5 separate regions of the Mus musculus genome follow, and regions 1, 3, 4 and 5 are each linked to region 2. The links are chromatin contacts, called in public HiCAR-type, HiChIP or PLAC-seq and promoter capture Hi-C maps. All regions are on one chromosome and are shown on one strand. The core of a region is the stretch at or near the end of the contact, and the rest is flanking DNA. Distances in the headings are between cores, read along the strand shown.

Region 1 (4,866 bases), core at 1,085-3,584, 430 kb after region 2:
CCAGCACCAACAGAGACTGAGTATGCAGACGGGACATGTCTGCACCCCCGTCACTGGAGGCTGGGAGGAGGTACAAACAGACCCTTGAATCCTGCTGGCCAGCCAGGCTAGCAATCTCAGAGTTCTGGGTTCAAGGCAAGATCCTGCCTCAAAAATAAGAAAGACGCTGACAGGAAGATAGCTGACATCCATCTCTGACCTACACATACACACCACACACACACACACACACACACACACACACACACACACACACACACACACACAAATTTAAAGCAGGGTTATAAAGTTGCTTGGAATGGGAAACAGAGAGCAAATAAACCAAACTAATACTGTATTTTAAAAAGTTTTATTCTTGCAGATTTAGAAATTTGAGATTTTTTTTTAATAACCACAAAAGAAATCCTTTCACACCTACTGATTATTAACAGAATGTAGTGGTGTATTATCTAAACAGAAATCGTGCTGATGTGCCATAATAAACTGTCTATTAGTAAAAAAATACACTTTAGGGCACAGTATTGTATCACAAATTTTACAGAAGGGATACTTTGCAAGAATTTAATCAAACTAGAGTAACTGTATCTTTTAAATGCAGCACTTAAAAATGTAACAACTCTGTGCATTCTTTTTCTTAGAAAAATGACCTTGTATGTGTAGAAATGCTGCTTTATTGCTGCAGAGGTCAAAGTTCAAGGCTCAAGAGGTACAGGAGAGAATACAAAGGTAGCCTTAGAAACTTGGTTCTGTTTATGTATAAAAAGGTAAAGTTTATAAAAGTTAATTTACAAACCAAGAACAAAAGTGGTATGCACGCATTATGTACATGCGTCCTGAAAGCATCAAACATCTCAGATGCACAGCCCAAAGAACAGAAGACTGCCACTCCCCCTGTCAAAAAAATATTTTAAGTCACACCATTATTTTCTTCCAGGTAATTTGCACATTTCTGAAACCATCAAGTCCACAATCTACTCAGTCTTTTCCATGGTACAGTATCTAGATATGCACAGAACTCATAAAAACTTAGTAATACACAGCGAAATGATGGAAGAATTAAACCCACTAGGGTAAGGCATTCCTGCTGGTTACATGTCTGTGGTGATATGTTAATTTATAGATTCAGAGGCCATGAACCGGGCTCACATGCTTTGGTGTCCTTCCCTAAAAGAAATGTGTTTTCATATACAATAAGTAATTGTCTTCATTTGACCCTCCCTCCCCAAGTTATAAATCCCCCTGCTGTACATTTCTGTTAAATCCACTATACTGGTTATATATTCCAGGTGCATTTGTAAAAAATGTGTGCACATTACCTCATGCATAATAAAATAAAATGTGTATGCTAGGCCAAGGCCATAATAAACTTTGAGTGTACTTTGGAAAGAACAGAACTCAAATGCACCCCCATTTACTGGCTGGTATTTTTAACGGAAATCAGTATGTGAAGTTAAGCAGTGACCATAAAAAAGTACAAAAATCATTACAAAGCAAAAATATCTTTGAACCTCTAGCCAATGCCTGACAGTTCTTCACTCAATAACACATAGCTTGTAGCATGTTTTCTGACCGTGGCTCAGGGGCATGCTCGCTAACCTTCATCAGTTCCAACAAATGCTTAATACTACCAATTGCAGTATAAATTCTAAGAAAATATAATACTCATTAGAGTGGTTCCATTTAGATTTAGTAAGTTCAATCCACGTTCACATTGCTTAGTCCAGTTCCTATACACTAAGAATTAAAAGTGGTCAATCAGGACAGAAACACAGTTGGCTCCAACAAGGTAATTCGGATCTCCAGGAAGACACTTGTTTTGCCAGGTTTTAGGGTCACCTATGAGAGGAAAAAAAGATTCTGATGTCACTCATGATTGTCTAGACTGCTACCCACAATGTTTTGCTATTAATGGAACAAATATAAACACACATATTAGAATTTTCTTCTATTTCTTCAAATAGTATACTTCTATCCAAACTTAGTGTTTTAAGTAGACTTGCTGGCTACAATCATCTGAAAGCTGTTTTAGATGTCTCTTTTGTTATCCAATTCACTGGACTTTTAATATAGGAATAAAAGTTATAAAGACTCAGACAATCACATGGCTGAGACAACTGGAGTTGCTCTGCAGTGTACACAACTATTAACACCGTCTTTTTGGATAGAACTGTATGTTAACCCATTTGAGCTAAATGTAAGAACACACTGCTCACACTCAGTTACTGCAAACAAAGGGTATTTTGCCAAGTTCTGTAGCACCTACTTCCTGAAGACTCCTCCCCCTTACCAAGCCAAACCAGTGAGACAACATCAGAGTCTTCCCTAATTCTGGCTGTGCAATAAAATCATTTGTGGCATTTGTGGGAATTCAAAACACCCACTGGCTATGTAGCTCTAAGTGAGTCTTAAAGAAACCCTTGGTATTTTCAGATTTACATCCTGCACAGAGACCTGGCAGTGGATATGACCTGTGAACAATGGGAAACTGCCTCTGTGGTAGCCAAGGGAGTTGAGACTCAAAGCTGCTGACTGTTCCTCCCTTCCAATAGGCCTAGGCCAGGAAAGCTTCTGTGCCTGTGAGGCAGTGTGAGAAGCTTCTGCCACAAATAACACCAGACAACTGACACAGAGGAGCGACTAGCCCTCTTGTGACGCACCAGGCAACCCCTCTAACAGCTGTCAACTATTCCAGTTGTGTCCTCTATGTACTGTAAGATATGCATCACATTTGATAAGGAATCGAATGCTTTAATAAGGAATCACTGACAAAACTACTCAGACAACTCTAGAAATCAAAGGCATCTTCCTCATCATTATGTTTTAAGTTTCTTCTCAACATACTAGCGTTTGCTGCACTCACGTCAGTACTTAGCGACACTCACATACTGAGCAGGTAGGTTAGCAGTAGCAATACGGTCTACTGCGGTACTGGGTGGGTCACACAAGGTGTATCTTATTTTCTGGGTGAACACACTTCAGTGCTCACAGAAAGTGTATGGTCTCAGAACAACTGAACAGTAGCCCACAATTACTGGAAGTGACAAACATGTAGCTCATCTGTGGATCCTGTAAGGCCACTTGCAGCAGGCAGTTTAGATAAAGCTGGCCTCAAAACTGCAGCATCCTCCGGCCTCTCAGTGCCCATTTTCAACACTGCTTAACTTTTCCTTCACTACTTAAAATCAGCCCACAATGCTTTCTTCCAAAGGGATATTTAAATAGGACCCTACTGTAAACTCTGTAGTAACCTTTGCTTCATATTGGACCAAACTGAAACTTACTAACACTCACCGACTTATACAAATTTAGGGGCAAAACTTTACATTTTTGTTTTTCTAAGGATCCTGTTAGGGTGAACAATATTGGCAGTAAAGACTGACTTCTAAGTTACTCAATCAAGAAATATGAAAATGCAACGCAAGCTTTGAAATCATGAGCCAATGAGCAAAAGTCACTTAAAACAGTGCATAACAAGAGTTACTTGAGAGGTTCAGGCTGGAAAAAACCAAGCCCCTGGCCAGGCACCATCACTGTGGAAACTTTCTAAGTGTAATAAACACTTTGCACCTTGAAAAAAATCTGATAGATTATATACATTTTTAAGCCCCAAGAACAGCCAATTTTTAGCCAAATTGCCAATTATTAAAAGGTAGAAAAGTCTCCACGGTCCCATATGCATTTATAGCATATAAACCGCAGGTTTAAAACACTAGCAATGCTTCCGAGGCCACAGGGACAGAGGGAAGACCTGTTCACACACAGCGTGGGAAGCACCAAGAGCTCAGGCATTAATCAACGACAGTTCCCAAAGCCCAGAGACAGAGTGAGGAGAGCATACCCGACGAGGAGTCGGATGATTTTAGAGCAAAAGACCAACCGTCAGGAGTCATGGACGCACAGTGTGGCAAGCGTAGCTCCACGGGCTTCAGGAACTTGAGGCCATGGGGCCCACACATCACTAGGGGGCTCAGCAGAGTTTCACCTGGAGTCAAGGAGAGAAAGGAGCAACAGAGATGACTGAAGTCTTCCCACGAGATACAGTCAATCCTAGTACACATTTGCTAAAGCCAAATAACATTAGTTCTCCATAGCAGTGCTAAGAAAAATACGGTGGACACTAAAATTATAATTTGTAAGATTTTAATAGATATATTAGAGGAAAAAGAAATGTGACATTCATTTTAATATTTTATCTAACAATGTGGCTGAAAAAATATTTCAACATATAACCAATAGACTCCGTCTCTGATGCCCATTTTACATTTCTAGTACTATAAAATCCCATATAACCAGGGGCTATTAAATTCCAATCCCACCGACTAAGTCTGTAGCACAACATATTCAAAGCACTTTTTGGCATTCCCTGGGGGTTGGGGTGGGGAGGACCTTATTTGGTGTGTGTGTGTGTGTGTGTGTGTGTGTGTGTGTGTGAACGTGCACATGCCATGCTGTGCTAGTGAAGGTCAGAGTGTAATCTGCAGGAAGTCAGTTCTCTCCTTTGATTGTATGGGCGGGCCCCAGGAATCAAAGTCTTATCTCTAGGGTTAGAAGAGGCACCTTTGCGCATTGAGCCATCCTACTAACCTATGCTTTTCATTTTTAAGTGTTTGCTATACATGTGTTTAGGTATTCAAGCAGGGCCAACAATATGAGTCCTACTGTTTTTAAGGCAGAGTACCTCTAGAAAGTGGGTTACAATACCATGTTTAGTGAAATCAAGAACTGCTAAAAGTAATCACACCTCAATTCATCATCTAGGAAGGATCTAGGAAGGCTATGAAAATAATGACATTCTCGGCTTCCTCAAACTGTTCAGAAATATGCTTCCCACCTTCTAAGGACATGCTACTCACTGTGCTGAGTGTT
Region 2 (5,082 bases), core at 809-3,308:
CTTCTCAGAACAACAGTACTTACTGCCTGTGCCCAGTGTTTGGCCAGATACTATGAAGAACTCCAAGGAATCTGTGAACTTGTTTCCTGACTCACCTATAGCAACATAAAGTGCCCCTCATCTTGTGGTAGCCTTGTTCACACTGGTCTGTCCGCACCAGACATCACCCTGAGTTCTTCTAAAGAACTATTCTTCCACACCAGGGCTTTGCTCAGCTTTATCTCGTTTCCTATTTATTCACCTTAAGGGCACACTTGATTCTACAGATACACAAGCTAAATTCTTCTGGTGGAACAGGATCTGCACTTGGGCAGTGTGGTTCCCAATCAGGCCTGGTTAATCGATACGACACGACACTGTTTTATAAACCGGAGACCTAACGATTTTTACAACTTGCTCTAATACACATTCACACACTTCTGCAACACCATTGACTTAGCTTATCATGGAAAAAAAAAAAAAGTCTGGAATCATGACATTTCCTTTTTAGCCGCAATTTCTAACAGGGAAACAATAATAATAATAATGGTGAACTGACTCAAAAGTATAGTATTTGTTATACTAGAAAAGAATCTTAAGTAGAACCCATAGGACAACAGAATTATGATTATGAATATAAAAATGCTAGAAAACACATCACATAGATTTCGTGGGACCACAAGTGCTCACACCCAACAGAATATGTATATTTAAAGCTGTGTTGACAAGAAGCTAAAACAATTTTATTTTCAATTTTAAAAAGACTTTTATTTTTCCCCAGGAACTAGTCATTAAGATAATAGCTACCCTGTTTCTTTATCGTCTAGAACATCAAAGCAATTTACCAAAGTGTTCCTTCTTGAATATGTTTGGCATCATACAATTTCATTTAGGTTTAGAAAGTTAGAAAACTCTTTATAAACAAAAAGACAATTAAATGAAAATTTAAAGCTCCAAACCATAATAATAATAATAAAAAAATCAAACAAAAAACCCTGCAACACATCCTAACGCTCCAAGGCCTTTATGCGTAGCAGAATCAAGCTTCCTCCGACCCCCATTCCCCCTGTTCTTTTATACTGGATCTCCAGAGTCCCTCAGACCATAACTCAAAGAGTTCAAGAGGATGTGGCTGGGGCACTAGCAGTTGCAGGTCTAGCCCTACTCTCCTCATCTGCCAAAGCCTCGCAGTATTGTGTGGGCCAGTCTTTGGGGTCCTGGTTATGGACTTTGGCCACAAACTTAAGAACTTTCATCTTGCTGGTTTCCAGGTTGGTTCGCGGGCCCCACTGTAATTCATAGTCCACAGGATCGGTGTGGGGTATCCTCCGGTACTCCAAGTAGCGCTGCCGCACAAAGTCTTCGGTAATGAGTTTCTTTGGGTCGCCAAAAATTAAGTGTTTCTTAGTGGGGTACACTCCGAGCCGTCGCAGGAAGTCCCAGACCTCAGTCTCGGTGATGGTGTTGCCTTTCATGAAGATAAGCCCCAGGACTATCATAAGCAGGCCCGAGATGGGGGTACCCTGATCGCCCCTCATCTCCGCATCCGCCTCCACCGGCTCCAGCATGTTGATGAGGATGTAGCTGTGGCTCTTGGGCTCCAGCTCCACCAGCTTGTACCCGAACACGTATTGCAGGCGCTCGGCGGCCAGCTTCAGAAGGTTGGGGTACACGTCCCGGTAGTCGCCCACCACGTGCTTCAGGATGTCCGTCCGCTTGATCGGGATCTTCTTCTGGTCCTTGATCAGCAGGAACTGCACCAGCTCGGCCACCTTCAGCTCCAGCTGCTTCTGAGTGCGCGGCCCCACGGTCGGGGCCGACAGGGAAGCGCGGGAGCCCTGGGAGGAGCCGCCCGCGGCGCGGGACGTGCTGGGTCCTTCCTCGCCAGCGCCTCCCCAGTCCCGCTCCGGGTCAGCCTGCGTGCTGGGCCGACCGCGGCCCCTCGGCTTCTGCAACATGTCCCCGGTCGGCGGAGAGCAGGCCGCGATCGGGAGCAGCAACCGCCAGAAGACTCCGCCGAGCGAGCGCGCCCCAGAGGCTGGGAGAGAAGCTGCGGCGCGCGCGTGACGTCACGTCGCCGGCGCGCTGCGTCCGGGAGGCGGAGCGATACGACTGGGAGCCAGCCTGCGGGGGCGGGGACTCTTCATAGCTACTGCGCATGCGGAGGGCCTCGGCGCTGGCAGCAGCTCCTCCTGGGCTTTATCCCCAGTTTTAATGAGAATTGAATGGTGTTTATGAGCTCATATAAATAGAAAACAAGAACCAAAACTTCTCGGCAAGTGTGCGGTTGAGTTCTAGGGCACACCTGTTTAGACACGTCTAATAGTTTTTGGTTAGTTTTTAAGCTACAAAGTTTGTCTATGGAACACAAAGGATAAATGTGTGCGGGTGGGAAAATAAAGGGAGAGGAGGAAAAGATCTGGAAAGTCAAGAAAAAAAAAAAAAGAGTTACCGGGCAGTGGTGGCGCACGCCTTTACTCCCAGCACTTGGGAGGCAGCGGCAGGCAGGTCTCTGGGTTCGAGGCCAGCCTGGTCTACAGAGTGAGTTCCGGTGCAGCTAGGGCTACACAGAAAAAACCTGTTTCGAACCCCCCCCCCCCCCCAAATAAAAAAAAGTGTTGACTTGTGCACCAAATGCGGGACATGACAGACTAGGGGACCCTGTCCCGGTATCTGTCCTTGGCAGAGTTCATTCCCACCTGGCCAGTTAATTTCTGTACAATCCCTTGAGTCTGTAAGGGAAGTTATTCTTAAAAGCAAGACTTCTGCAATTTTCAGGTTCACATTCTCTTCATTGAATTTCAGTTAGATGACCATGAGAAACCACGTAAGCACTGCCAATAACGTGACTTAGTTTGGTAATGTGGACTGACCTTTTGGAAGACATGTTTGGGAAAACTGCCGCGGACCCACATCCACAATTTTAGCAGAAACATGTTAGAGGAATGCTAACCCCAGAGGCACTTGCTCTCTCCAGAGATTACCATTTAATTTAGGTTACCAATGATTGGGAGTAGCAATAATGTGAATTTCTTAATTCTCTCTCTTAATATATAAGCTTTAAAATCTCAATAAGAAAGAGAAGAGCTATCATCCTTTATAATTTGTGGTGTGTGTGGCTTGTAGATGGTTTAAATTGTGCAACTCTAATAGACAAAATGAGTCATTTCATTAACTCAAACCATCAGCAGTCTGTTGCTATTACTGCTGTGGATCTCAGCAAATGGGTTTCTTCTCCATTTACTGACAACGGAACTGAGTTTTCCTCTCTCTTTTTTAAAGCTACCAAGAAAATAGGTAAACTATTCAGAGAACGAACTCAAATTGATTTCCTCCTTAATGCAAATATATTCAGAGGAAAGCAATTCAGATCACATTATTTGAATAATAACACCAAAACATGGCCTTATTAAAATTTCATTAAATGTAAGCAGCATAAAATTTTTGTTTATAATTCAATATGAAAATGCACTCTGATAATGGGACCTGCAATGCTAATATAAAATCCCACCCCATGTTGTGATTCAAGTGTTCTGAAATCTAGTGAGCTTTGAGCAGTAACTTTCTATTCCATACAGGGTCTACGAAGACATCATCAAAGGTTGGTCGCAATGGCAGAGGCTGCAACAGTTTGAATGTGTCCTTTAAAGCTTGCATGTTGGAAATGTAATCCCCCCACTGAAGAGGGCTTTGTCCTCATGAGTGAATGAATGCCATGTTCTCTGTAATGAGTTAAGATTAAATCAATTTTGCCATTGTACTCTCTAAACCTCTCACGACACAGTGATGCTCCACAGATGTGGTACCTGGCCCCTAGTCCTCCCACCCTTCAGAGTCACGAGTGGAGGACAATTCTCCTATTTCCAGTTTACTCACTCTGTGCATTATTTTACAGCAACACAAAATGGACCGAGACCAACTAAATAAAACACAGCATCATGACACTCTTCCATTCATCTGCTTCAGTTTCCCTGCATACTGAATTCTGTATTTAAGTTCATCAAAGCCTCCTGCGATCTAAAAAATCTGCAAAAAGGTCCCTCCAGAAGGATCAGTTGTGCCTTGAGCCAAACAATTTCAGCAGCCAAGAGATAAGAGAGAAAAGGAAAATAAGATGAGAGCTGCTGTCAGCCATCAGGCTGCGTTTCAGTATTTTCTGTGTTAATTTCTTCACAGAGAACCATGCGACTCCAGAAGCTAGGCTAGCACCCAAGACTAGAAACCACAGCATCTTTTAGCAGCACCCCCCACACAGACAGCAGATGATCATGACTCAAAACACAGGAAGAAGGATACAGTTTTAAATCTCAAAACACCTTTCTCCATGCCATCCAGGATGCAGACGAGAAAACACAGGCACAGAATGATGTTATTAAAATGGAGGTTAGAAGTTGCAATGAGAAGGTCACCCAGACCCTGCATCCTACTTCCAACCGACAATGGAAACTATGAAGTCCTAACACGGAAGGTGGCAAAGGCAAGAGTCAATGCCTTTGCAAAGGTAACTGCAAACACTGCCTCTTCAGCCTCACACCAACCCTGTGGGGCCTGTTGGTCTATTACTTTCATTCATGGAGAAACAGATAGGTAGAACGTAGACAAGGTGACCCTGAAGAATATAACTTTGGCCTCAGGGAATCTAGACTACAATTCTGGAAAAGCTACCCACACTCCAAATTTCAGCTTCCAGACCAACAATCTGAAACCAAGGAATTCCGAATTCAAAGAATTAGCTGGGATTTGTTTGCTAAGGACCTAGCACAGGGGCTGGCAGGGTGCTTAGGTACTGTTAGTTTCTGTTTAGGGGTTGACTTTCTTAGGGTCCTGGTCGGGCTGCAGAATTAAATTCATGAGGCAGTTTTAAAATTTAGTTTGGTTTTTGCAGTCCTGGGGGTCAAATCTGGGGCCTCTCATACATTGGGCAAATGTGCTACTATTGTGCTATGCCCACAGCCCAGGAGACAGATTAATTAAATAAATGTATACACCTTTAGTCCAAGTGGAAGGAGACACAGTCCCTTTTTTAAAATAACAAAACCAAGTTTCAAAGAAGACTGCGGGGAAGTGGTGGTGCACACCTTTAATCCCAGCACTTGGGAGGCA
Region 3 (5,161 bases), core at 1,715-4,214, 340 kb after region 2:
GCGTGTTAGGAGAAAGTGAGGAGAAGCTGGTCATGTGCCTGGCTCTAAAAGATCATCTATAGCAATGCCTGCAGCGTCGTGTCTCGGAGAACATCGTCAAGAAGGAGGGCAAGAGAACCTAAGAGCTGGAGGAAGGGAAGCAGGGTAAGACACGCTATCTAAGACACACTATATAAGGCACATAGGCAGGCTGTATTCTGTACTTGACGTGGGTTTTGTACTCATCAACTCTGAAGCACTGGTCGCCTGCACAAGACCCGACAAAGATCAGCCAGATAAAATCCTAGGATAGATGGGTTAGAGCCAGGTTACAGGCATTGCTTGGGAGCTATTGGTAGTTAATAGGTGCTGGAGAAGGGACCATCTTTTTGAGGATGTAGCCACGTGTGGGTTTCCCATGCCCCAAAGAATAGACCCTCATCCATGCATGGATGGGCAACACCAGCTGAACCGAGTGGGTTATCAAACAAATATGACCTTGGAAAGGGGCAGTTTGGGTGGGCATGAGGAGAGCTGGAGAGGGAAAAGGAAGTATGATCATATTCATAATAAAATGTATGGAATGCTCAAAAGCAATATGTTTTTTGGTTTGGAGACAGGGTCTCTCTGTCTAGCTCTGGCTGTCCTGGAACTTACTCTGTAGACCAAGCTGGCCTCAAACTCAGAAATCTGCCTACCTCTACCTCCCAAGTGCTGGGATTAAAGACGTGCACCACCACTGCCTGGCCACATATTTTTTAAAAACTAGACACAGACACTCCTGTTTTCATTACTCTCATCATTGATGTTCATTTTCTTTAAAGGCCATTTTTCTCAATGGAATATATGTACTGCTTCTTAGAGTGCTCCTGGGGGCCACTTAATGAACCCAAACGTAAGGCTGCTTGGTCATGTGATACTGGCAATCAGTAGCTTCGGTCTGAGTTGAGTTAACACACACACACACACACACACACACACACACACACACACACACACTCGGCCCTGAAGCATGGTAGCCATCCCTTCCAGCAGCTCCTTCATGGCTACCCAGGATTACTATTGGCGACTTCTGGCTGCAGAAGTGTGAAGTTCCGGGGAGATGTGCTGGGTACCCAGGAGACACTGTGCCCCACTGGTGGACCAGTTTTGTTTTTTTGTTTTGTTTTGTTTTGTTTTGTTTGTTTGTTTGTTTGTTTGTTTTCGGGAAACCTACTCTTCCATTCATAGCTACAGTGTTGGAGTCTCCTGAACACACACTCCCACAGGCCTCCAGAAGCCGGATCACATCCATCCTGGGCAGCCCAACAGCAGAGCCCTCCTCCTGATCTGTCAGAATCAGCAGCCTGCCCAAGCTTAAGCGGTGCTAGGCCAGAGCCCACCGTCTCATCCCTCCCTATAAACTAGGCAAGCTGAACAGACACCAGCAGGAGCGGGAAAGAGCCCCGTCTTGGTTCACAGCACTCAGCTTTCCTGACCCCATAACTCTGTCTTGCACAAAGCAGAAAATAAACTCACAGTAGCTATCAGATAGATAGATAGATAGATAGATAGATAGATAGATAGATAGATAGATAGATAGATAGATAGATAGATAGATAAAGGAGGGGGAACGCTTTGGAGCAGGTGACCGCAGAGAAGAGAAAGTGGAAGGTAAGCTAGAGTCACTGTGCTCAGGACCTGACTCTGACTAAGGAAGGCTCTCCCAGAGCCAGAGAGAAAGCGCTGCCAATTACTGAGCAAGATAACACAAAAGCTGCCCCAGAACAAGACTTGAAATTCCTATTTTTCTCTTGAAGGTTGAATTTGGTAACATAAAATCCTAATTTTTCCACGTGGTAAGATTTCTCAGCAAACATTTCAATATGCAGCAGAGGTAGTGGCAATAGTTGTCACTCTCTGTTTAACAGGAATTAAAAATGCAAACTACTCATAATATGCAAATAAGTCAATTAAAAAAAAAAACCAACCCAGTAGAAAACTGGGTGAAAGACATGTAGACAAAAACTGTTCACAAAAAGGAACGGAAAGGGACAGATAAGTGGAAGACTAGTCACCCTGGCCACCAAGGAAATGTAAACGGGACTGGGCATGGCTGGGTGTGGTGGCACACACGTTTGGTTCTAGTACTGGGTGGCAAATGGATCTCTGTGAGTTCGAGGCCCATTTGGTTTGCATGGAGTTCCAGGCCAGCCAGGACTGCATAGTGAGGCCCTACGTGAGCGCTGTGACTAGGAATTATCTAGACACAATACTGTTTAAAACTGAACTCTCCTGGGAAGGGGGACGGGGGGAGGGGCGGGGGGGGGGACGACACAGGAGAGGCCTGGGAACAAGCAACCATCAGTCACAAGGTTTAGGAAAGGAGCTGACCCTGGATTTCCTTTCAGATCAGGCTTTATTGGAAGAGAGATTTTGGAGATGGGGCAGGGCATGCTGGAGACTTGAGGCTGGAGAGTTCTAAAGAGCTTCACACCAGACAGCTCGATGCTTTCCTGAAGGGAGAGAGTCTTCAAAGCCCGGAGGATCTGTGAGACAGCCGCCATGTGGCAGGGAGTCCGAAGGAAAGAGCCTCAAATCCCACACACCGAGGGGTTTCTGACTCCGATTTGCAAAGGGGTATGAGGAAGTTCCGTACCATGTGACTTAGCTTGGCCTAGCCTACAAGTCAAAGGGAGCAGCAGACAGTGGGTAGGACTACAAACTTACAGGGGAATGGTTGGGAGCATTTGCCATCGTTCTCTGTCTCACAGACTGCAGTGAGGCAGTCTGACTGTCCCCAGCTGCTGCATATGACAGATCTTAAAATGGCAGGTCTAACCTGTGACAGCTCCAGAGTGAGACGTGGCCACCTCAAGCAGTCACCGAGTGGGATGGGCCAGATGCTGACAAGCCAAAAATACGTCCACGCAGTGGAAGTCTCAGCTTGGGCAGTGGAGTGCTTAGCTCTCAGAGATGACTTCATCACTGCAGAAAGCTCCAACTTGAGATCAGCAGGCGGTTTAACCGGTTTAACCGCTGGAGCCAGAACTCTTAGAACTCTGAAGCTGGTCAGGTGACACAAAGGCCGGTCTCTCTAGCAGGCTGTTTAAATACTCCTGGAGTTTAGAAGGACACAAACAGATCTGCCTGTCCAGCACTGTCTTTCTCTAGTCCTTCGAAGTGTGCTGAGAATAGAACACTCCCGTTAGAACCTTAGCCAGCCCGGAGGGTAATGGCTTCTCTGGAGAATGGAAGAACCTGCTTGGCCCAACAGACTGAAGAGCCAAGTGTGTCCAGCAGAGGCCTCTGGTGGGCAAAAAATAGAATCTCCTGAAGTGAAGACAGTGCTGGTGGGCACTGTCCAGAAAGGCTCAGCAGCCAGCCGGGGCATAGGAAAGACAGTTCACAAGGGCAACTGACCGTATCTCTGTCTGTCTGCCTGGAGGATGGCACTTTAGAAGACCCAGAAACAAACGCTCCAAAATCCATTTTCTTTGCCCCTTATGTTTCCCTTTTTTCTTTACACTACACTCTTACAAATACTTTGACTCTTAGAGAGACAGAGAGAGGGGATGGGAGCTTTGGTGATGTTATTGTTTTTCATTTAATTTTATGTATGCATTTTATTTACTGTCCAATCAAATTTATGTTCTCTCTCACTCTTCACAACCCTCCTCCCCTTTCATTCATCCTAGATTTCCACACAGAAATAAACCCCTTATTTCTTCATCTGTACAAATGTTGAATCAAAATGGATAAAGACCTTAACGGACGATCCCAAACTCAGAAACTACCAAGGGGAAACTTGGGGGACCCTTGAGAGTCAGCTTAGTATAGGAGAGGTGTTGCTGGGAAGAACTCCAGAAGCTCAGGAAATAATCTTGAGATCTGACAAACAAGATCATATGACATTTCAAAGCTTCTGCACCACGATGCCAAGAGTTGTCAGGGTAAAGTGGGAGCCTATAAAACCAGAGATCTACAGCTGTACATCAGAAGGGGACTGATACCCAGCATCTGCGGAGACTCCTCTGAATTAAATACTATCACCACAAAAATTAGCAAACAAATCATCCACTCCATAAATGGACAAATGAATGACACCATTCTTAAAAGCAGAAATACAAACATCCAATAAACATTCCAAAGCCAGTCAATATCCTGAACCAGGAGGGAAATGCAAACTGAAATCACATTAATAGACCTTCTCACCCCATCAGAGTAGACATCGTCAACAAAATGAACGGGCAGAAATGCTGGCAGGGATGTGAAAAAAGAGGGACACGTAGGCACTGCTGGTGGGCGTACACTGCTGTGGCCACTGTAGAAATCTGTATGGAGTTTCCTCAAAAAATAAAAATCAAATCACCAAATGACCCAGATGATCCTTGGTGGATACCTGAAGGAATTTAAGTCAGCCTGCCACAGAGATTCTCACATGAATCTATTTATGGTAGCTCTGTACACAATACTGAGGGAGAGTCTCAGGAGAGTGGCACATGGCTCGTGTTTTGTCCTGTGGTTGAGATTATACATTGGTACAACCGTTGACAATAGCAACTGATGGTTGGTTGGTTGGTTGGTTGGTTGGTTGGTTGTGGTGCTGGGGATCTAATCCAAAGCCTTGCATATTCTAGGAATGGCTGTACTGCCGAGCATTCTCCAGCCTTGACTGTCTCTTTTGGTGTAAAAATGGTGAAACATGGGCCAGCAAGATGCTCAGTGGGTGAAAATGCAGCACAAGCAAGCCTGAGTTCAATATCCAGAACCTATGGTGGAGAGAGAGAGCCAACTCCTGAAAGCTTTCCTCTGTCCCCCCTCCCCCACACACACGTGCCCACATTCACACACACTCATTATATATATAATACACACACGCACACGCACATAACTAAAAAAGAAACTGTGTCATGTCCTAAAAAGTGGGCAGACTTGGAATGGTGGCACACTGCTCATAATTCCAGCATCTGTAAGATTGTGAGTGGGGGGGTGGGGGTGGGTCAACCCGGGCTACATACAAATCAGAGAGGGAGAGGGGGAGAGAGAGAGAGAGGGGGAGAGAGAGAGAGAGAGAGAGAGAGAGAGAGAGAGAGAGAGACAACAAATATAAAGATGTTCAATTACATGGCCCAGGAAAAGAAAAAGAATATCTGTGAAACACAGGCCACAATAATTTTTAAAAGAAGCAAAATAAACTTTA
Region 4 (4,748 bases), core at 1,407-3,906, 500 kb after region 2:
ATTTAATGTTGATCACAATCACTAACAGCCCATAAATATGTTATTTCTGACTATGTGACTCCATTCTCTATTTTAAAGTACTCTGAATTTATAATAAATTGGGTTTTCTGAAAGGACTTTCTCCTTGCATTCATCTACGTGGTAAGATAAACATCTTCAGCTAACATGCTTTCTATACCACCACAATGGAACTCTCCTTAGAAGTCGCTGCACTTAACCATCAATTCAGGGACCATGGGTAAATCTATTGACTCTCGTCAGCCACAGAGTTTTATGGCACTGACTTGGATTTATGTCCTTCATCAAGATTCAGGCCAACTCACCAATATTTGCTGTGTTTATTCTTAGGTAAAGACTTTGGAGTAAGAGTTTGTGTATATCAGAATTTGAAACGCACTCTTTGGCATAGCAGTTTCACTTTTAATAAGCTGACATAGAGTAGCAGGTGTACAATACAAAAATGTAAATACAATTATATAAATTATACTCATTGCAATAACAATATCCTGGAAACAAGCCCAACAGCTCCATCCAAAAGGCAGTGATGACTGGAGCGGCATGGTGAAAACTACTCGACCTTACAAAGCTGGAGAATGAAAAGTACTGACGCACTCAAGTTCTACAACTGCTGTGCCAAAAACACAAGAGCAGGCTGCAAAACGAGTGTCTGTATGTCTTCACAGGGGTAGGAGAAACAAAAGCACCCTATGTAAAACAACCATGGAGCTGGAGCTTAAGCATTTTGGGTTCCCTGAGAACAATAAATGTGACTTAGGGAAGGAGGCAACTGGTTAACACTGCATTCACTAGCTCATTGAGGGAGGGCCTGGCTTTATGTAAGACTGCATCCAAGAAAATAACCCTTCAGTTCCCAGCTAAGGACGCAAATATTTAACTACAGAGGTGCCCCTATGTGCCATAAGATCTCAATACCATAATTTATGTGTAAAAGCACACCTTCTAAATCACCTTGCCACAGCAAGCTATTGGAAACACTTCTCTTGGAATAACACTTTCCAAGTGTGTTGTCTTGACTAACAAGTACCAGAGCTCACACTCTGAAACAAACTGACATTCTGTGTAATATGGCAACAAAGCCTTTCATCCCAGGAAAGGAAGTCCCAGCAAATGCAAATATCATCACTTATATTTTAAAAGTAACAAATGTTGCACTGATTCTAGTTTTTGGACCCAGTCTTTCTTTTAGATCTCTTATCAATGTTTGCTCAAAAAAAAAGATACAAACTAAATTACTCCTACAGGAGCAATACTCTATTCCTTAAAACAATCTATACTAAACCTTGTATCTGCCAAAGAAACAAGGTCCTGTCAAGAATTCAGAAATTTCCATCTATTCTCAAAGGTTATGATTAAGTATTTCAAATAGAAAACTACATAAAATCACCACCTGTTTAAGCTGTTTGAATAACGGATTGATTTTTCTCACACTGTATGTCTGTCATTGAAAAAGCAAGCACTTTAGGATTTTTTTTTAATTAAAACGTACAAAAGAAGGATTCTACTTCATCTTTAAGAATTTTAGCCTAATGTAATAATAATATAACACACTGTCAAGAAGCACACTTCAAAGCACACAGGAAAATAGGCAAGTTGTTTTGTGCAGAATTCACCGGGCTCTTTTGGTTTGCACCCATCTTACTGTCCATGTGTAGGGACACTTTGTGCTACTTCTGAAAGTTGAAATTAAAGTGCTTAAAAACTTTCCTCCTTCTGTGGCCTCACATAAATAATAAACCTCAAAATAAACCATAGCTACTCTAGAGCTGAGTGTTTTGCTGTCTCCAAGCTTTATCGCTGCCATTGCGCATACCGCAGCGGGTGACATCAGATCGAAACTATAGGGTTTCGTCGGGTACCAACCACTCCTCCAGAGCCAGCCCCGCGGCTACCCACCCACCCTCCTGCTGCAGCTGACACCCCCGGGTCTCCGCAGACACGCTCCCGGGACCTGAGAATCCTCACCCGGGGCGACTTTCCAGGCGCGGGACCTGTTGCACGTCGCCTCCCAGCGCGAGCCGGAGCCAGGCACCGGCAGCCGTGCACCTGCCCGGGCGGCAGGCGCACCCCCAGCCCGCCCTCCCGCCTTCCCTCACCGCCCCGCCGCGGTCGCCCCCGGCTGCCGCCGCGGGGAGGGCGGGGCGAGGCTCCCCCGCCGCCCCCCGCCGCCCAGCCCGCCGCCCGGCTGGCCGAGAGGTTCTCACCTTAGCGGCCGCGGCCCTGGCGGACATCTTGTCTCTCTCCGCGCCGCGCGAAGCTCCTCGGACCCGAAACTCCGCGCCGCCGGCCCGCCCGCTCCTCACGCCACCGTCCGCATAAACATCTCCCGGGGACGAGCGGGGCAGGGGCGGGGGAGGCCGGAAAGGCCCGGCCCACGGGGAGGGGATTCAAGTGGGACAAAAGTCCGGGAAGCGTCCGCCCCGCCCGGGCTTCTCCGCGGGGCACACCCGGCCGCCTGCTCGGCCTCCGCCGCCCTCCGCCGGCTCGCCGCTCCGCAGTACCCGGGCCTCCGGCTGTCCCCTACACCCTCGGGCGTCTCCTCCAAAGCCTGCTCCCGCACGTAACTTCCCCGGAACGCGCGGCCGCCGAGAGACGTGCCGTCGGCGGGCAGAGCCGTCGCGGGCAACTCAGGCGGCCACGCAAAACCTGCCGGACCGGGCCACTGAGCATGCCCAGCCGGCGGGGGCGGGGCCTCCGCGAGGGGCGGGGCCAGGCCGGGTCCGACCCCCGCGCGGAAGGAAAAGCTCGGCTACCCAAGTTACTTGCTAGGCGGTTTCCGCTGCCGCGCGATCCATCCTGTTTGTTTTTATCACAGATCCGGCAGAATTCGATTCACCCCCACCCCCGAGAACCCCAAACTCCTGTGTACTAAAGCTTTTTGACTCCCTACACAGACTTGTCTACTTTCTCCTCAACCAGCAACCCCAGATGGGCCCCACGCAGGAGTGTGACAATTAAGGTCGGCCTGGCCAATACCCAACTGTGGTTTCTTTAGCCTCGCAAGTAACAATGGTCACAACTGTCACCATGTGTCTCGGCACTGTTACCCCATTGGAGATATGTTTTTGTTTAAAGCACAACAGAAGCGTTCTAGAAGGCTCAGGACAAACCGACTGCCTTAAATAAACCAGGTACAAATCTGGACACTGAGATAATCCCAGCCCCCTTCTCCCGCCTCGCTAGACAGGGATCTCAATAGAATATTTTAGGCTATCAAGATTGCTGAAATTCTTGGCCCCTGAAGAGACAGAGCAGGCTGCCTGCCTTTCTAAACCAGAAAAGGATGTAAGGACACGCGGAATTCAACAAGTTCAATAGGCCACTGTGCAAACTTAGGCCAACTGTCTTGCTGAACCAAAAAAAAAAAAAAAAAAAAATTAGGTAGAAAACTATTTCGAGCTTCATTAATTTACATTCTGTATACTGCAAAGCTCTTAAGGAATATTAGAAAAATTTAGTAACATTAGATAACATCCTAAAGTACCTAGCATAGTGCTACAGTAGCCATACAAGGAAGAGGGAGACAGAAGCATCGGCTTTTAGACTATTGTTGTCTTTTGAGAATTCAACTATATGACCAATTTAAACCTAATTCTAACTTGGAAATATCCATACATGAAATGTAAACATCAATTAAGGTTTCAAAGTCAAGTATTTTGTAACTCTAAGCCAGCTGAACCAGAAAAGAGCATCGTGCAAACCAAACCCTGTTTCTCGGCATGTAGGAAAACAGTTAAAGTCAGTTTTGTTTTTTGTTTTGTTTTGTTTTAGTTGTGGTGTGTGTAGTTATTTCACAGGCAAAGTGTCCTGTGTTCTCTCAAAGGGGGTGATTAAATTTATCCTATGAGAAAACAGCATTATAAAAGACTTGGGTGTGCTGTGGCTGAGAAAGCGGTTCCTGAAGGACTTTCATACCAGGGAGGGCATTACCATTTAATAAGAGATGCACTCTGCAAACCTGCCTAGCAGTTTGATGCGCCTACTCCTTCCCTTTTCTCTTTGGTCAATCAGTTTATCAAGTCTATTATGTAAGCTAAATATTAGATCACTACATCGTGTCTACATCTAATTTACCTGATTGGTCTTATCTTGCCATGGCTTTAAAAAAAAAATGAAATCAAGGAAAACCATTTCACTTTCAGAACACTTTGCTTTAAAAAGTGTGTCAATTAAAAATTTCCAAATAATGTAACCATTCTTAAAATTTTTCCAGTGGTATTTTGAGTAACCAAATTAAATTATCTAACATGAACTATAAGCTGCACTAGGTAAGTTGAATAGATTTTTTTTTTTTCTGAAACAGGGTTTCTCTGTGTAGCCCTGGCTGTCCTGCAACTCACTCTGTAGACCAGGCTGGCCTCGAACTCAGAAATCCGCCTGCCTCTGCCTCCTGAGTGCTGGGATTAAAGGCGTGCACCACCACGCCCGGATTCTTTTTTTTTTTTTTTTTTTTTTTTTGTGAATAGATATTCTTAATATCTAAACCAAACTATATTTGTATATCTTTTCCAAATAGCAAGGGAAGGGTCCCATCATTTACAGAAATGAAGGTGCGGGTGCCATCATGAAACCTATTAATTTGTATCCTAACAAAAATAATTTTAAAAAATCATTTTTAAAGAAAAACACTTTTGGAGGAATCTTATCTCCTCCCTAAAGTTTAACTGACTGGGGGTGGGGGATGTTTCTCTACAGTTTATGGGGAGGGCTTCAATATGGGGGAGTAGAGC
Region 5 (5,452 bases), core at 1,596-4,095, 370 kb before region 2:
CTTCGAAGTGGGCTGCAAGTCCCCTGGTGATCAGCTTCTTCTGCAGTGTACTCCTGCCTCGGTGTCCTGTTTCAGCAGAGGTCAGGACCAAGGTCAACTGACCAGTGGACTGGAACCTCAGAGACTGAGCCTAAATAAACATCCCTTCTAAGAAGCTCTTTTTACAGATATTTGTTAAAAAAAGCTGAGGAATGCAAAATAATGGGCATGTGTGGTTTTAATAAGAGTGGTTGGATTTTCTTCCATAGATGTTGTGCACTTTATACTCCTGTGGCTTGTGAGGAGGTCTGCCAGCTTTCCCTTGACTTCTGGAACATACTGTGCTATTGACTCTGGAGTCTCTGACAGGTAAAAGCAATGACAGCTTAGTGTGGTTTCGGTTTTCTTTTTCTTTTTCTTTTTCTTTTGTGATGCTGGGGTGGATGCCAGGGTCTCATGTACTCTACAACGGTGTCCCATTGTGGAGCCACACTCCCAGCCCCTCGTATGTTTAATAGTTGTTTGTAAGCTGGTAGGATGGCTCAGCAATTAGAGGTGTCTGCAGCCAAGCCTGATGACCTGAATTTAATCCCCAGGATCACATGGTGGAAGGAGAGAACCAACTCCTGAAAGTTGTAATGACCTACACACACACACACACACACACACACACACACACACACTCATACACACACACACTCACATACATACACACTCAATACATACACACACTCACACACACACACTCATACACACACACTCATACACACACACTCATACACACACACACACACACACACTCATACACACACACACTCATACACACACTCACACACACTCATACACACACTCACACACACACTCATACACACACACTCATACACACACACTCATACACACACACACACTCATACACACACACACACTCATACACACACACACTCATACACACACACACACACTCACATACATACACACACTCACACACACTCATATACACACACACACTCATACACACACACTCACATACATACACACACTCACACACACACTCATACACACACACACACACTCACATACACACACACTCATACACACACACACACACTCACATACATACACACACTCACACACACACACACACACACACACACACACACACACACACACACACACTCATACACACACACCCTGAAAGGGTAATAGAAGTGCTAAGAGATTAAAAGTCGTTTGTATTTCCTTTCTTGTGAGTTGCCCATTTTATTTTTTAACTTGGGCAAGGTCCAGGTAGGGAGGTGGAGTGCTTGCTAGTGTGCACAATGTCCTGTGCCCTGCAGAGCAGACAGACACATCTGGATCTCACACTTAGCAGTCAGTGCAATGGAACAGTTTTGCATTTAGAGCTGAGCTGAACTTTTTGTCAGGGGGGTCAATAGAATATTTAAGGTGATGGACAACAAGCAAGAAGGAATGGTCAGCTCTAGGAGGAGGAAGAATGGCTCTAGGGTGGACCTATTTGGTCCCTGAGCTGCCAGAGCTGCTCTGCTATTGACTGGTGAGGTAGGGGTGGGGGGTGGGGTAATGGAGGGTGAAAGAGAGGGAGGCAGACAGGTCCCAGGCCTAGGAGGTCCTTACTAGGTCTGCCCCTGTATTCAGTTTTTCTCCAGGCCCTTCTCGGGGTCACCTCTGTCACTGTGGGCATCAGGAAGTTCTTTTCTCACCCCACTCACCCTCCTCTTCCTTTGGTGACATTCCTCTGATCTTCTGCCACCTGGCCTTCATCTCAGGCTAGGACTGAAGGAAGAGAGAGAGGAAGAGGGAGAACCAGGCCAATTGGAAGCATTTGGGGGCTGAAGTGGAGCCCCCCATTCCCTAAAACAGAGCACCCTGTGTGCCTTAAACCTGCAAGTTGCCACAAATGCATAGGGCTGAGTGAAAGGTCAAAGGTGACAATAAAGCCCAACGTTCAAGAATTTCAAGAGGTTTGTTTCTTACTGAGGGTAGCCAACTGGTTCTCATTGGGGGTATTAGAGGTTGGGGCCCTCTCCCTTCTGGACATCCCAGGCAACACAGGTATCAGAGACTCGGTGGTTATCAGGGACCGGGTGAGAAGACCTTGTGTGTGGTTATCAGGGACCGGGTGAGAAGACCTTGTGGCCAGAAGGCTTCTGGTGATTGACTGTGGGGAAGCAGGACAAGGCTTGCCCCTCAGGAAAGGCTTTCTGGGGCCACAATACCCTAGAGAGTCAAGGGATTCGGGCCGGCCGGGGCTCCGCATAGAGCGGAGCTGGCAGAGCAGGGCGCGGTCGCCGCAGCCCCTCAGCGCCGCACGCTCTCCGGAGCCCGCCAGGGGGCAGCGCGGCGTCAGGGGCAGGGTGCGGGCACCGGCAGCATCTCCTTCACCTGTTCTGCCTGCCCAGGACCAGACTGTTAAGGCTCCCCAACTGGCCGGTCCCAGCTCACTCCCAGGAACCTGTGTGCTCCTCAAGGGGCCACCGCGACTCGCGGAGCCTATCTCAGCCCGTATCCCAAGGACCCAGGTCCCAGGTGGGCTCGTCCGCTGTCCCCGCCGCTGTCCCCGCGCCGCACCCGGAGGCGCCGCGCTGGGCGCCGAAGCATCTTTGTCTGCGCTTTGCGCGGCCGCGCGGTCTTGAATCCCTTGATTCCCTAAGGTCTCTTTAGAAAGCGTTTCCACCCCGCGTGGCCGGGCGCAGGAGGAGCGGGGGCGGTCGGTGTGGCGGCGGATAGGGCGGTGCGGGTGCGGGTGCTCCCGGGCCGCGCCGCGTGCGCCCGGTAGAGGCGGCCCTGCGTGTCGTGCGCGGCGTCCGGGGCGCGCCCGCCGCTATCCAGCTTCCCGGGCTCATTAGCAGTCTCGGTGTGCGGCTCGGCGCGGGCTCACAAAGAGCTGCTGCGGCGCCCCGCTCTCGGCCTCGCCGACCCAGTCGGGGGCGGCGGCGCATCGCGCAACCCGCGCGGGCGCAGGTAAGTGGGGCCCGGGGCGCCAGAGTCTCCGCGGCAGCAGCCTGGGTTGCCCGGTTCCGCGTGGGGGGAGCCGGGGCGCAGTGGGGGGCGCGGATGCTGTGGTCCCAGCGCTCCCTTTCGGACCTTGTGGGGCTCTGGAGAGGCAGAGGGGCATCGTCGACAGAGCGGGCCACCGCTGGGACCGGGGGGTGCTACGGACCAGCGCCCCTCTCTCTCCGGACCCACCGGACCCTCCGAGCCACTGACCAGCGGCCGGGCGCGGCAGGGATCAGCTGGCCGCTAGGTTATCAGGGGCTTGCGAAGCGGCGGCGCGGGGCTACCTGGTGTGGCCAGAGGAGATGGTCACTCGTCTGGGTCCCCCTATTATTGCGTTGGGGGGGGGGTTGTCTAGAGGGGAGCTGCTTGGCACTGATTCCAAGTCCCGATGCTGGGCGGCAACTCGGGAGTTTGGGGTCGCTGCTGGGTTCGCTGCTTCCAGGCAACCGGTCTTTGATCTGTACCCCTCCCTCCCCTTTCCCTTTATAATGAGGCCCGGGGGAGAAACTCAGTTAAAAATTCCACACCCCGTATTCTCTGGGGGGATGCGGCGGGGACATGCCCCTTATCCTGGCTGCTTCCTCTTGGCAGGCAGAGCCCGGCAAGGGGACTTGGGTATGGAGGATGAAGGGGAACATTGATCCCAGCTTTTTTCAAGCCTTGTTTTCACAGGGAGCAGTATGGGCAGCAGGCCTCTATATGCCAAAGCTGTGGGTGAACTTCCCCTGAGTGCGGTAGGGATAGGAGCAGGTACCAGTGGGGCTCTGCAAGGGCTTGCCCTGGCTGTAGGCGCCTTAAATAAAGCCTACTAGTCTTAACTTAGAATTCAGTTATGGAAGACTTTTAATTCTTTAATATCTGTTTATTTGTATGTGACTTGACAGAGGCCAAACTTAAATTCGAATTTAAATAAAGCCAGCTCACTCAGGCCTTGTGCACGGTGAAGTTCTTAAACCTTGCTTGTTTTTCTTGGCCTTTCTTCATGTCTGAACTGATTTGTCCCGGTCCCCTTAGACCCCAAGACCCCTTCTTCCTTTATGGATATAGATTTGAGGAAGGATAGTGGTTTCGAAAACAAAGACCCGTAAGCTTTAAGGGTCCAAGTGAACAACTTTTTCTGAAGTACTGATCTGCAGGTGCCAAGAACCAATGGGCAGGCTCCCTTTGGGGCCCGGTCCCTCCAAAGAGGCAAGGATGGGGCTTTCCTGGACAGCAGCAATCTGAGGCAGGGGACTCAGGGCAGAGTGGCTGGGTGACTTTGTCCTGCACTCAGATTGCTGGGTGGTCATGGTGTGCTGCAGAGGGTCTCCTGAACTTTGGAGCTCTGGAACAGAGGGGTGAGTGACACAGACGAAGAACCTGCAGGGACTCCAAGCCACATGGAAGGGATTAGTGGGTCGTGGAACTGGCTATGAGCTGGAGGTACCAACACCTCTCCTTCCATGGCACCACCAAGTCCTTGTCCGCTTGTCCTTGGGACAGTCTCTGAGCTGGGTATAGCCATGTCCCCCCACCCCCAGCTTTTCTCATCTCTCGGGTGTCAGGCAGCAGTAGACTTACCCCACTGCTGCTTTTCCATGTCTGGGGTGCTGGGCCGCACTGAATCAGATGGTCTGTGAGTGGGTGTGAGCCTGAGTCTTTGTGCTGGAAGGGGCCGACATTGAGGACCATTCACTTCTGCTTGCCTTCTTCTTTCCCCTGTGAGGCAACCCCAGACCCAAGTGGTAGCTTGTTAACTAGTTGGCATAACACCCTTCTGTTTCTCTTCCTTCCTTCCTTCCTTCCTTCCTTCCTTCCTTCCTTCCTTCCTTCCTTCCTTTCTCTTTCTTTCTTTCTTTCTCTTCCTTTCTTTCTCTTCTTCTTCTTCTTCTTCTTCTTCTTCTTCTTCTTCTTCTTCTTCTTCTTCTTCTTCTTCCTCTTCCTCCTCCTCCTCCTCCTCTTCCCTCTCCCCCTCCTCCTCCTCCTCCTCCTTTTTTGAATAAAATATTAGTTTCACAGTAATAATTGGTAGGGATGGTCTGTGAAATGGAGGTGCATAAATGTCCAATTTGCCAACTGAGCTAAGAAATGCCAGATAAAAATAAAAGATAATTGTAAAAGACACCAATCACACCCCTGGAGGCTGAGAGGGAGTGTTGAAACACCTTGACTTTTCCTAGACAAAACTGAGGAACTCAGAGGAAAAAAGCATTTGATAGTAAGGCTAGCATCTACCAGGCTTTGTTTAGGTTGGGCACTGGTCACTGCGCCCTGTTGGAAAGGCAGAATGGGGGTAGGATCTACCTGACCACAGAGGAATCCTCAAGTCTTCAATTTACTGCTGCATCTTGTCTGTCCCCTGCTCTCATGAAGTTCAACAGGTGAGGGTCTCCACCGATACCACGTTCTTGACGATCCTAGGGACAGATGAGTGTGGAGGTTCTGAACAGCCTCACTGGCCTGGAGGGCCTTCCAA

What was found. Promoter capture Hi-C pulls out the DNA fragments that hold promoters and counts their contacts. HiCAR-type assays count read pairs that join an accessible place to other places. HiChIP or PLAC-seq counts read pairs in DNA pulled down with a chosen protein or histone mark.
Region 1: a promoter capture Hi-C map of the C10 cell line shows a contact between it and region 2, with 4 times the contacts expected there. The contact joins the enhancer-like site here to the promoter of Nsmce3 in region 2. A contact is called at or near these places in 6 of 39 promoter capture datasets (the 3T3-L1 cell line, the C10 cell line, embryonic stem cells and 2 more) and 4 of 115 datasets of contacts at active chromatin or transcription factors (astrocytes, large pre-B cells and stem cell-derived neural progenitor cells).
Region 3: a contact with region 2 is called in an H3K27ac HiChIP or PLAC-seq map of embryonic stem cells, with 3 times the contacts expected there. The contact joins the promoter of 1810049I09Rik here to the promoter of Nsmce3 in region 2. A contact is called at or near these places in 2 of 39 promoter capture datasets (cranial neural crest and neural stem cells), 7 of 115 datasets of contacts at active chromatin or transcription factors (embryonic stem cells, large pre-B cells and stem cell-derived neural progenitor cells) and 1 of 9 other capture datasets (embryonic stem cells).
Region 4: an H3K4me3 HiChIP or PLAC-seq map of stem cell-derived neural progenitor cells shows a contact between it and region 2, with 2.7 times the contacts expected there. The contact joins the promoter of Tjp1 here to the promoter of Nsmce3 in region 2. A contact is called at or near these places in 2 of 39 promoter capture datasets (both in the C10 cell line) and 4 of 115 datasets of contacts at active chromatin or transcription factors (large pre-B cells, microglia, pancreatic cancer cells and 1 more).
Region 5: a HiCAR-type map of astrocytes shows a contact between it and region 2, with 2.2 times the contacts expected there. The contact joins the promoter of Apba2 here to the promoter of Nsmce3 in region 2. A contact is called at or near these places in 3 of 39 promoter capture datasets (hippocampal neurons and liver), 1 of 484 Hi-C or Micro-C datasets (embryonic stem cells) and 1 of 115 datasets of contacts at active chromatin or transcription factors (astrocytes).

Annotation. Positions count from the first base shown.
Region 1 is chr7:65,295,832-65,300,697 of GRCm38.p6, forward strand. It overlaps Tjp1 (tight junction protein 1), which reads right to left. Exons shown (of 27, transcript NM_001163574.1): 26 at 3,839-3,982; 27 at 334-1,836. The coding sequence ends at 1,742. Among named protein-coding and RNA genes, the nearest start is that of Tjp1, 73 kb to the right of the region's middle. Within about 2 kb of position 2,335, at least 4 of the 459 cell types and tissues checked have an H3K27ac peak or open chromatin away from gene starts, as enhancers often do.
Region 2 is chr7:64,870,982-64,876,063 of GRCm38.p6, forward strand. Nsmce3 (NSE3 homolog, SMC5-SMC6 complex component) reads right to left here and starts at 2,059. Exons shown (of 1, transcript NM_023239.5): 1 at 701-2,059. The coding sequence starts at 1,937. The coding sequence ends at 1,098. All of the region lies in intron 2 of Fam189a1 (family with sequence similarity 189, member A1), which reads right to left.
Region 3 is chr7:65,210,456-65,215,616 of GRCm38.p6, forward strand. It overlaps 1810049I09Rik (RIKEN cDNA 1810049I09 gene), which reads right to left and starts at 2,965. Exons shown (of 2, transcript NR_166507.1): 1 at 2,801-2,965; 2 at 2,359-2,640.
Region 4 is chr7:65,368,588-65,373,335 of GRCm38.p6, forward strand. Tjp1 (tight junction protein 1) reads right to left here and starts at 2,657. Exons shown (of 27, transcript NM_001163574.1): 1 at 2,223-2,657. The coding sequence starts at 2,249.
Region 5 is chr7:64,499,293-64,504,744 of GRCm38.p6, forward strand. Apba2 (amyloid beta (A4) precursor protein-binding, family A, member 2) reads left to right here and starts at 2,846. Exons shown (of 15, transcript NM_001291166.1): 1 at 2,846-2,961.